Linked DNA regions of Mus musculus: region 2 is linked to region 1. A link is a contact called in public HiChIP or PLAC-seq data. All regions are on one chromosome and are shown on one strand. Each heading gives the region's core, a stretch centred on a gene start, on an enhancer-like site or on the middle of the called end of the contact. The rest is flanking DNA. Distances are from core to core; before and after follow the strand shown. Region 1 overlaps Ptdss2 (phosphatidylserine synthase 2). Region 2 has its middle 8.7 kb from the start of B230206H07Rik.

Evidence for each region. HiChIP or PLAC-seq counts read pairs in DNA pulled down with a chosen protein or histone mark.
Region 2: a contact with region 1 is called in an H3K27ac HiChIP or PLAC-seq map of embryonic stem cells, with 5 read pairs. The contact joins two enhancer-like sites. A contact is called at or near these places in 2 of 39 promoter capture datasets (liver and macrophages), 2 of 15 datasets of contacts at CTCF or cohesin (large pre-B cells and pro-B cells), 8 of 115 datasets of contacts at active chromatin or transcription factors (bone marrow-derived dendritic cells, bone marrow-derived macrophages, embryonic stem cells and 5 more) and 4 of 9 other capture datasets (adipose tissue, embryonic stem cells, liver and 1 more).

What each region holds. Positions count from the first base shown.
Region 1 is chr7:141,146,660-141,150,878 of GRCm38.p6, forward strand. Ptdss2 (phosphatidylserine synthase 2) reads left to right here. Exons shown (of 12, transcript NM_013782.4): 4 at 422-489. Among named protein-coding and RNA genes, the nearest start is that of Ptdss2, 17 kb to the left of the region's middle. Within about 2 kb of position 2,207, at least 16 of the 459 cell types and tissues checked have an H3K27ac peak or open chromatin away from gene starts, as enhancers often do. A contact at or near this core is called in embryonic stem cells, where this site is marked.
Region 2 is chr7:141,371,685-141,375,903 of GRCm38.p6, forward strand. No RefSeq gene overlaps it. Among named protein-coding and RNA genes, the nearest start is that of B230206H07Rik, 8.7 kb to the left of the region's middle. Within about 2 kb of position 2,042, at least 143 of the 459 cell types and tissues checked have an H3K27ac peak or open chromatin away from gene starts, as enhancers often do. A contact at or near this core is called in embryonic stem cells, where this site is marked.

The DNA of each region.
Region 1 (4,219 bases), core at 957-3,456:
TTAAAACACTTTTCCTAAATAAATGCAGAAGACTAAAAGTTCATACTAATTCATGATAAGAAATTGAACATATTAGAATTCTGAGATTTTCACCCCTGGAAGAGCTGTCCAGCAGAGCAGGTCAGCAGCATCAGTACATCTCGGAGGAGGAGGAGGAGGCCCTCACTCCCAGCACCGTGGCCCTTCTGTGCCTCTGCAGCAAGGCAAACGGAGTAAAGGCCTCGGGACTCAAGAAGAGGAAAGCATCTCACATTTCATAGAGGAGTTCTGTGTAACTTCACTTAGTCCTTGCTTACAAAGATTCTATGAAGGACACCTGAGCATTCCCTTAAAAAGACTGTCTGATCAGGAGCCTCCTGAGGCTGGGTGGGGCCTAGCGCCCCAGAGCAGAGCCCCTGACATTGCTATTATCTTGTTGTAGCTTACTGGCGGTTTTGGCTGTGTGTTAGTGTGGTCTACGAATTGTTTCTCATCTTCATCCTTTTCCAGGTAAGCAGCTTTTCTTGGTTGATAAAACAAGTATAGATAATAGAGGAGGCTTGAATCCTCAGGCCCCAGGGTGCTGGCAAGAAGCCAGGCTGGACCAGCACGGGTAGACACAAACTGTCTTACCCTCCAGGCTGGCCCATATGGAGGAGTGTCTTAGTGTGGGTACAGGCACAGGCTGCTGCCATCTTTGTATGCAAGCCGGGACAGACACAGGGGAGACAGCTCCTCTGATGACAGACAGGTCAAGTGCAGTAGCTGCCGCTTTAGGAACTTGGGCCTGCCTGGGACCCGGGGGAGCTGGTGGGATTTGCAGCTCACCAGGGGGGTGGGAGGGGAATGGAGTATTGCATTATGTGTTCACTAATGGTCCACTCTGCTTCAGTCACTGAATTCTGAGTTCCATGAGTGAGTGAGTCACTAGGGTTTTTATTGTGCTAAATCCACCACACCGTCTGGGGCAGTTATGCAGGGCTGAGTCCCTGTGCATGTACAAACATCCTAGTAGACCCAGAACAGTTCCGTATCTAGAAAACTCACTCAGATCTCTTTGATAGTCTCTCTGTTCTACTCTCCAGTTACCTGCCATCTGTCAAGACTTGTCTTGGAACACCCCGAGGGTGTTCTTGATAACCCATATCATGTCTTTGAGGTCCACCCAGCTGTATCGTTGGTACAGTGTTTCTTCTTTCCTGAGGGACATTTCAGGACCCAAGAGGCATTTGGTTTCCCATTAGGAGCTGCTGTGAATCAAGCTGCTCTCAACAATCCTGTTAGGGCTTGTGGGATACAAAGTTGCATTTCTCTCCTAGACAGGCCCATTGTGGTCTCACTGGTCTCATCACACAGGCCTTTAATGTTTGAGGAGCTGCCAGATTGCATTCCAGCATGGCTGTGCCATCTTGCATCCCACCAGCGCTGACCTAGAATTCTGCTGCTTTATGCCATCTTTCAGTTCTGTTGTCTGAGTTCTGTTGTCAGAGCTGGATTTGCTGGCGGTGAATGGAATTATATCCTAATGGGTATAAGGTGACATCTCTTGTTTTGTCTTTTTCCTGCCAGAGATTCACTTGAAAACACCATAGCACACCTAAGTGTCTCATCTCCAGGGCTCCTCTGGACTGTATAGGTCACAGACTAAGCTACTAACGGGCTGTCAGCTCTGCAAAGGCTGGTGGGTGTCTGGTAGGCCAGGTGGCCATGGCAATCTTCCACACTTTGTTCTTCTCTTTCTTTTCTTTTTTAAAGATTTATTTTTGTTTTGTTTTGTTTTTTTCCAAGACAGGGTTTCTCTGTGTAGCCCTGGCTGTCCTGTAACTCACTTTGTAGACCAGGCTGGCCTCGAACTCAGAAATCCGCCTGCCTCTGCCTCTGCCTCCCAAGTGCTGGGATCCAAGGCATGCGACACTACACCCGGTGATTTATCTGTTTTATACAAGTACACTGTTGCTGTCTTCACACACCAGAAGAGGGCATCGGATTCCACAACAGATGGTTGTGAGCCACCATGTGGTTGCTGGGAGTTGAACTCAGGATCTCTAGAAGAGCAGTCAGTGCTCTTAACCACTGAGCCACTTTTCCAGCCCCTGTTCTTCTCTCTCATGATTGCCCCGTGTCAGCTGATCTCCTGCATTTCCAAGTGAATGCTAGACTCTCTTTCTGGCTATGTAAGAGAGCTGGTGAGGTTTCGTTTTCTTTGTTTGCAATGCTGGTGGTGGAATTCAGTCCTCCTGCATGCTAGGCAAACGCTCTACTACTGAGCCCCACCCCAACCCTAGCAGGTGAGATGTTAACAGAGGTCGAATTGATCAGTTTAGAACACTGCCACCACAGTGTTAGATCTTGTGGTTCATGGACTTGAGGTATCTTTCTATCCCCTTATAGCCCCTTAATGACTTCCTATTATACTTTATAGTTTTCATAATGTACATTTTGTACTTGCATTGTTAAATTATTCCCAAGTATTTAATTTGCTAATAGGGTGTAGAAATAGTTTTTGTGTTGATGTGTGTCCTGTGGCCTTGCTAACCTTACCAGCTCTAGTGCTTGTGCAGGCTTTGTTGTTGTCTAGCCCCTGCCATCTGCACCAGGATGCTGCCACACTTCCTTACAGTCTGCTGTTTCCCACTCTTGCCTGACTCCCCTAGCTGGGCCTTCCGGAGGCTGATCACAAGCATGGACCTCCTTACCTGGTTCTGGACCTTATCGGAGTATCCAGCCTTTCTGCGAGGTGCAATCTGAGCTCTGACTTTTCTCAGAAGCCTTCACCGAGCGGGAGCTGTTTTGGTTCTGGTGCAGCTGGCTTCTGGTTTTCATTATTCCGTGTTAGACTTTTTGATTTTGTGAGATGCGTTTTCTACATTAAGTAAGATGATTGTGTGAGTTTTTCCTTTATTGATGATGGTATTTGCACCAAATAATTTTTAAAATGTGGTTTATTTGGGATGTTGGTTTGGTCTGGTTTTTTTTTTTTTTTTTTTTAAAGATTTATTTATTTATTATATGTAAGTACACTGTAGCTATCTTCAGACACTCCAGAAGAGGGAGTCAGATCTCGTTACAGATGGCTGTGAGCCACCATGTGGTTGCTGGGATTTGAACTCTGGACCTTACCAGTCGGGTGCTCTTACCCACTGAGCCATCTCACCAGCCTCCTGGTTTTGAAACAGGGTCTTGTTGTATAGCCCAGGCTGGCCCTGAGCTTGCTGTACATATACTTAAGTCCTCCTGCTTCTGCCTCCCCGAGTGTTGCTGTCAGAGGTGTGCATTGCAATGCCTGGCATGATTTTCTTCTTGGAAGCTATGGGCATTCCTGAGAGGAGGTGGTGGTGTCTAACCCTGTCTGGAGTCTGGATCCAGCCTCCTAGGATTCTGCCCAGGATCTTTGCATCCTTATTCATGAGATACTTTCTTAGATTGCCTTCCTTGAACTGTTTTTTTTTTCCTCTGTCTTCGGCATTGGAGTTCATTAGGATTTGTCTGCTGTATTTCTTAGGATTTGGCCGGATTTAAGATATAAGCAGTCTGTCAGTGGGGCTTCTCCCTGGTAAGACTAACCCTGACCGTGGAGAGGCTGCTAGGCTTCCCTCATACAGGCCTTTAACTGCCTGTGTCTGTCTGCTCTCTTGAAGGAAGTTTCTATGTGCTATCCATGTCCGGGTAGGAGCCAGGACTTGGGGTTCACTATCTCAGGGTTGTGTATCTATGTATTATGGAGTTCCTCTTGAGGAAAACCTGTCTCTATCCAACCATGTGTTAAGTGTCTAATAATTTGTTCTTATCAGCATGACTCAAAGTTATTTGTTCAGGTTGTATACTCAAATACTGCTTTTATGTTTTTGCTGAAGTTCTTTAGACCCTAGCACTCTCCTTTAGTTTCTGTCTTGTTTGACACATCCCCTTCTTTAAGGGTTCTTGGTTTTTTATGTGTTTGACTCAGACTATAGATGTTCCAGTTGTGTGTACCTCCTGCTTTGAGCCCTGGAGTCAGCCTTTTCCCTAGGGCCCTGTTCAGTTCCTGAAGGACAGATGCTCGTCTTAAGAGACTGCAGTCTGGGAACTGGATTTGCCAGTCAGGTGTCCAGGTACTCAGCTACAGAGTGTACAACCCGTTACCGTGATCATATCGGTTCTAGCATCTGTCTTGAAAGTCCCCCTGCAGTGTAGCGACTTCCCTTCTGCCCTCCATCGAGTGCCACGGCATCATGGGGCTCTGCATGGCGATCAGAAGCAC
Region 2 (4,219 bases), core at 792-3,291, 220 kb after region 1:
ATTTTTCCAATATGTAGTTATTTATACATATGAATGTCTTGCCTGCATCTATGCTTGTGCATCCTGGTGCTCTTAGAAGTCAGGAGAGGGCATCAGATCCCCTGGGACGGGAGTTACAGTGGTTGGAAGCTGCCATGTAGGTGCTGGAAATCAAAACCTGTTCCTTTGCAACAAGAGCTCTTAGCTGCCGAGCCTCTCTCCAGCCCCCTTACTTCAGTTTTTATTAAGCTTTTATTACAGAGAGCTCACCAGAGATGACAGTTTATAGCCAATTGAATGTCTTTATTGGAGTTGGGTGGGGTGGTGTACCCCTTATAATTCCAGCACTCAGGAGGCAGAGGCATGTGGATCTCTAAGTTCAAGGCCAGAGCGGTCTGGCTTCTTAACATTGACTCAGACTCCTGCACAGGGTTGTTAGTCACAGGGTCTGTTAGTCATGCCCCTGACATGCCGCAGCCCTCTTTAAGGTGGAAGGCACAGAGATAAGTCATTATCCTGAATGCTTCCTCCTGAGTCACTCTGGATTTCAGAAGCCAACTGATTGTTAAAAAAATAAATCCCTAAGATCAGGACTGAGACGGTAGTTTCAGGCAAGGGCAGCCTGAGGGTATAATAAATATAAGGGGAAGTTACTCAGGGTGGCAAGGTTCAACCTGAGACAGACTTTCTGTTCTGCTTGTGTGCTCAGAAGAGCTGACATTTGCTTTTCTCCTAACTCAGCCGATGACTGTGGCTTCTCCCCTGGTCTAGTTTGATTGGCTAGTCTGAACACTGAAAATGAAGGAGGAAGGAGAAAGAGGTCACTCGCTCCAGACCGTCAAATTCCTGGAATAATGTGGAGGGCCTTGTGTAAACAAATGTTTTACAGGATGGAGGGATTAAAACATTTGCATAAAAATCTTACAAGGTGGGCTGGAAAGATGGCTCGGTGGTTAAGAGCACTGGCTGCTCTTCCAGAGGTCCTGGGTTCAATTCCCAGCAACCACATGGTGGCTTACAACCATCTATAATGGGATCTAATTCCTTCTTCTGGTGTGTCTGAAGACAGCATACAGTGTACTCATATATACACTAAATAAATAAACAAGTCTTTAAAAAAATATATAAGGTGGTGGGGCAGGAGGAGGCGATAAAAATATTAGAATTCTATGTCTAAAACGCAAGTTTTACAATATTTGAAAGGAAAGATAGTTTTGGTTTGTTTGTTTTTTGTTTTGTTTTGTTTTGTTTTGTTTTTGGTTTTTCGAGACAGGGTTTCTCTGTGTAGTTCTGGCTGTCCTAGAACTCACTCTGTAGACCAGGCTGGCCTCAAACTCAGAAATCTGCCTGCCTCTGCCTCAGGAGTGCTGGGATTAAAGGTGTGGCCACCATGCCTGGCAGAAAGATACATGTTTAAGGAGCTGGAAAGAGTCCGGTCCCCCAAGAAATTCCTTTTCTCAAGGTTGGACATTTAGACAAAAGCCACAATCCCCTTAGAGACTTGAAGAAAGTTCCTGCTTGTTAATAAAAGGCGGGGGCTGAGGGAGTAGGGGACTCATTCTCCTTGTCTGGCAAGAGGAACACAAGGCTCTTCTATTAACGTACTACTGTGGTGCCTGTAAACTTGTGAAGGTTCTAGGCTCCCTCAGTCCCTGCTCAGAAGCCTCACAGGATCTCACAAGCCCCCATTCCCATTTAACCCTGGAAATCTTTCCCCCCTAGCTTCTCCTCCTTTCCAGGGAAATTGCCTTAGCACCTTTTCCCTTTTCACCCACGGAGCACCTATTTTGGTCTCTTTACCACACTCATTTTCATTCAGAAAAATCCCTCAGTGGCTAAGAGCCTTTTTCTACTCTTTACCACTTCCTTGTCTCTTTAATTGACCTGTTGAGGATCAGTCTGAGCCCCTTGGTCACTGGGCCTAGCTTGTTAGCGTTGTCATGGCCCAGCCTGTGACCCTGTCAATTCAGGCAAATGCCTCTTTCTGCTCTTCCCAGTGTGGCTACATAGATGGAATGTCTCACCATTCCCTGCTCTGTAATTGGCACTGGGATGGGCGGCCACGCTTAGCCTATTGAGGCTACCACAGCTTTTGTCCTAAAAATCCAGTTCCAGGCTGAAATGGGAAGCCTTGAATAAACCCTGCTGTGCCACTGGCTTTCGTCCAGTGTGAGAGGTCACCCCCTCAGCCGTTCGTCCCTGTGTGATCATTGCCACAGATCACACCTCTGGCACATGGGACACCATGGTAACTGGTACCTACTGGGTGTGCAAGTTGTTTCAGGAAGCTGGAAATCCCTTTTGTCTAACTCAGATAGGATGAAATCACCACACTTTACGACAGACTTAGTGACCTTGAATGGCAGAGGGTCATATTCCACCCTGGAAGGCCTTTAACCTGATAGAAGAGAAATGGATTAGTGAAATTGATGCTATATTGGATTTACTAAGAAACTGGCTTAGGAAATATTAAGTCACACAAAGAAGAATTTAGCTTAAAAAAAAAGAAGAAGAAGAAGCTGCCTCCAATATGACTGGAAGATCATAGCTTCCATGACTGGAAGACCAGGCTTGTTAGAAACTGTAGAAAAGGGGGCTGGAGATGGAGAGATGGCTAAGTAGTTAAGAGCACTGACTGTATTTCTGAAGGTCCTAAGTTCAAGTCCCAGCAACCACATGGTGGCTCACAACTATCTGTAATGAGATCCGATACCCTCTTCTGGGGTATCTGAAGACAGCTACAGTGTACTTATATATAATAAATAAATAAATCTAAAAAGAAAGAAACTGTAGGGAAGAACATTTTGCACCATAGCTGAAGTTTAGGGTTGCTGAGAGAGTTTCTGCTAATGTTGGCTCACTAAGACCAACCTCCAATTAGGCTCCACCCTCATACCAATAGGAGACATCCCTGACTTAAAACCAACCATTAGGCCCTACCCTTATCTAAGAACATGCCTCTTAGGGACAGCTCAAGGGGGCAGCCCAGGGTCACAGCCACCATTAAGTCCTGGTCTGCCATTAAGTCCCCAGAGTTCTTATTAGGAAATCATAATCCTGCCAAGTGGGCAAGATGGACCTGGGTGACAACTACTGGAAAAGAACAACATAGGTATATTTAAGAATAATTCTGGCAATATCTTTGTTATGTAAATCTCCCATCTGCCAATTGTCTAGACTTGTAGTCGCCTGCCTATTAAATTGTTCAAAGTGTGACCTGGAGCCAGAACCTGAAGGAGACTTAAAGATGACAGCTTATGTGGGCTGTATAAGCCTAAGGCCTACATAATTTGTTAACATGTTCTCTTTCAGAGGCTGGGCCTGCTAGTGCAGCACTTGGGAGGTAGATCCCTTGGCAGATGGACCCCTGTGAATTTCAGGCCAGCCTTGTCTACATAGTGAGTTCAGGGCGGCCATAGTGAAACTCTGTCTCAAAAATCAAACCAGGGCTGGAGAAGTGGTTAAAAGCACTCACTGACTGCTATTCCAGAGGTCCTGAGTTCAATTCCCAGCAACCACATGGTGGCTTACAGCCATCTGTAATGGGAGCTGATGTCCTCTTCGTGTGTGTGTGTAGAGACAGCTACAGTATACTCATAAATAAAATAAATAAATCTTAAAAAAAAAAAAACTTAAAAAAAAAAAAAAAACAAGCCGGGCGTGGTGGCGCACGCCTTTGATCCCAGCACTTGGGAGGCAGAGGCAGGCGGATCTCTGAGTTCGAGGACAGCCTGGTCTACAGAGTGAGTTCCAGGACAACCAAGGCTACACAGAGAAACCCTGTCTCGAAAAAAATAATATAAAAAGAAAAAGAAAAGAAAAGAAAACAAAACAAAACAAAGCCACCTTTTTGTTCCAGGCTGGTTTTCTCTTTTGAACATCAGCCAGAACAGTCATGTGCTATTATTTTTTTTTAAGATTTATTTATTTATTATATGTAAGTACACTATAGCTGTCTTCAGACACACCAGAAGAAGGCATCTTATCTCATTACAGGTGGTTGTGAGCTACCATGTGGGTTGCTGGGATTTGAACTCAGGACCTCTGGAAGAGTAGTCAGTGCTCTTAACCACTGAGCCATCTCTCCAGACTGTCATGTGTTATTGTTAAAGAGCTCTTTTAAAAAAAAATTATTCTCTGTGTGGAGTGATTTCTCACTGGGAAGACATATTAATTCTAGAACAGCAATCTTCAGAACACACTCATAACTGGAGTTTTTAGGTTTAAAGCTCCTGTTCTG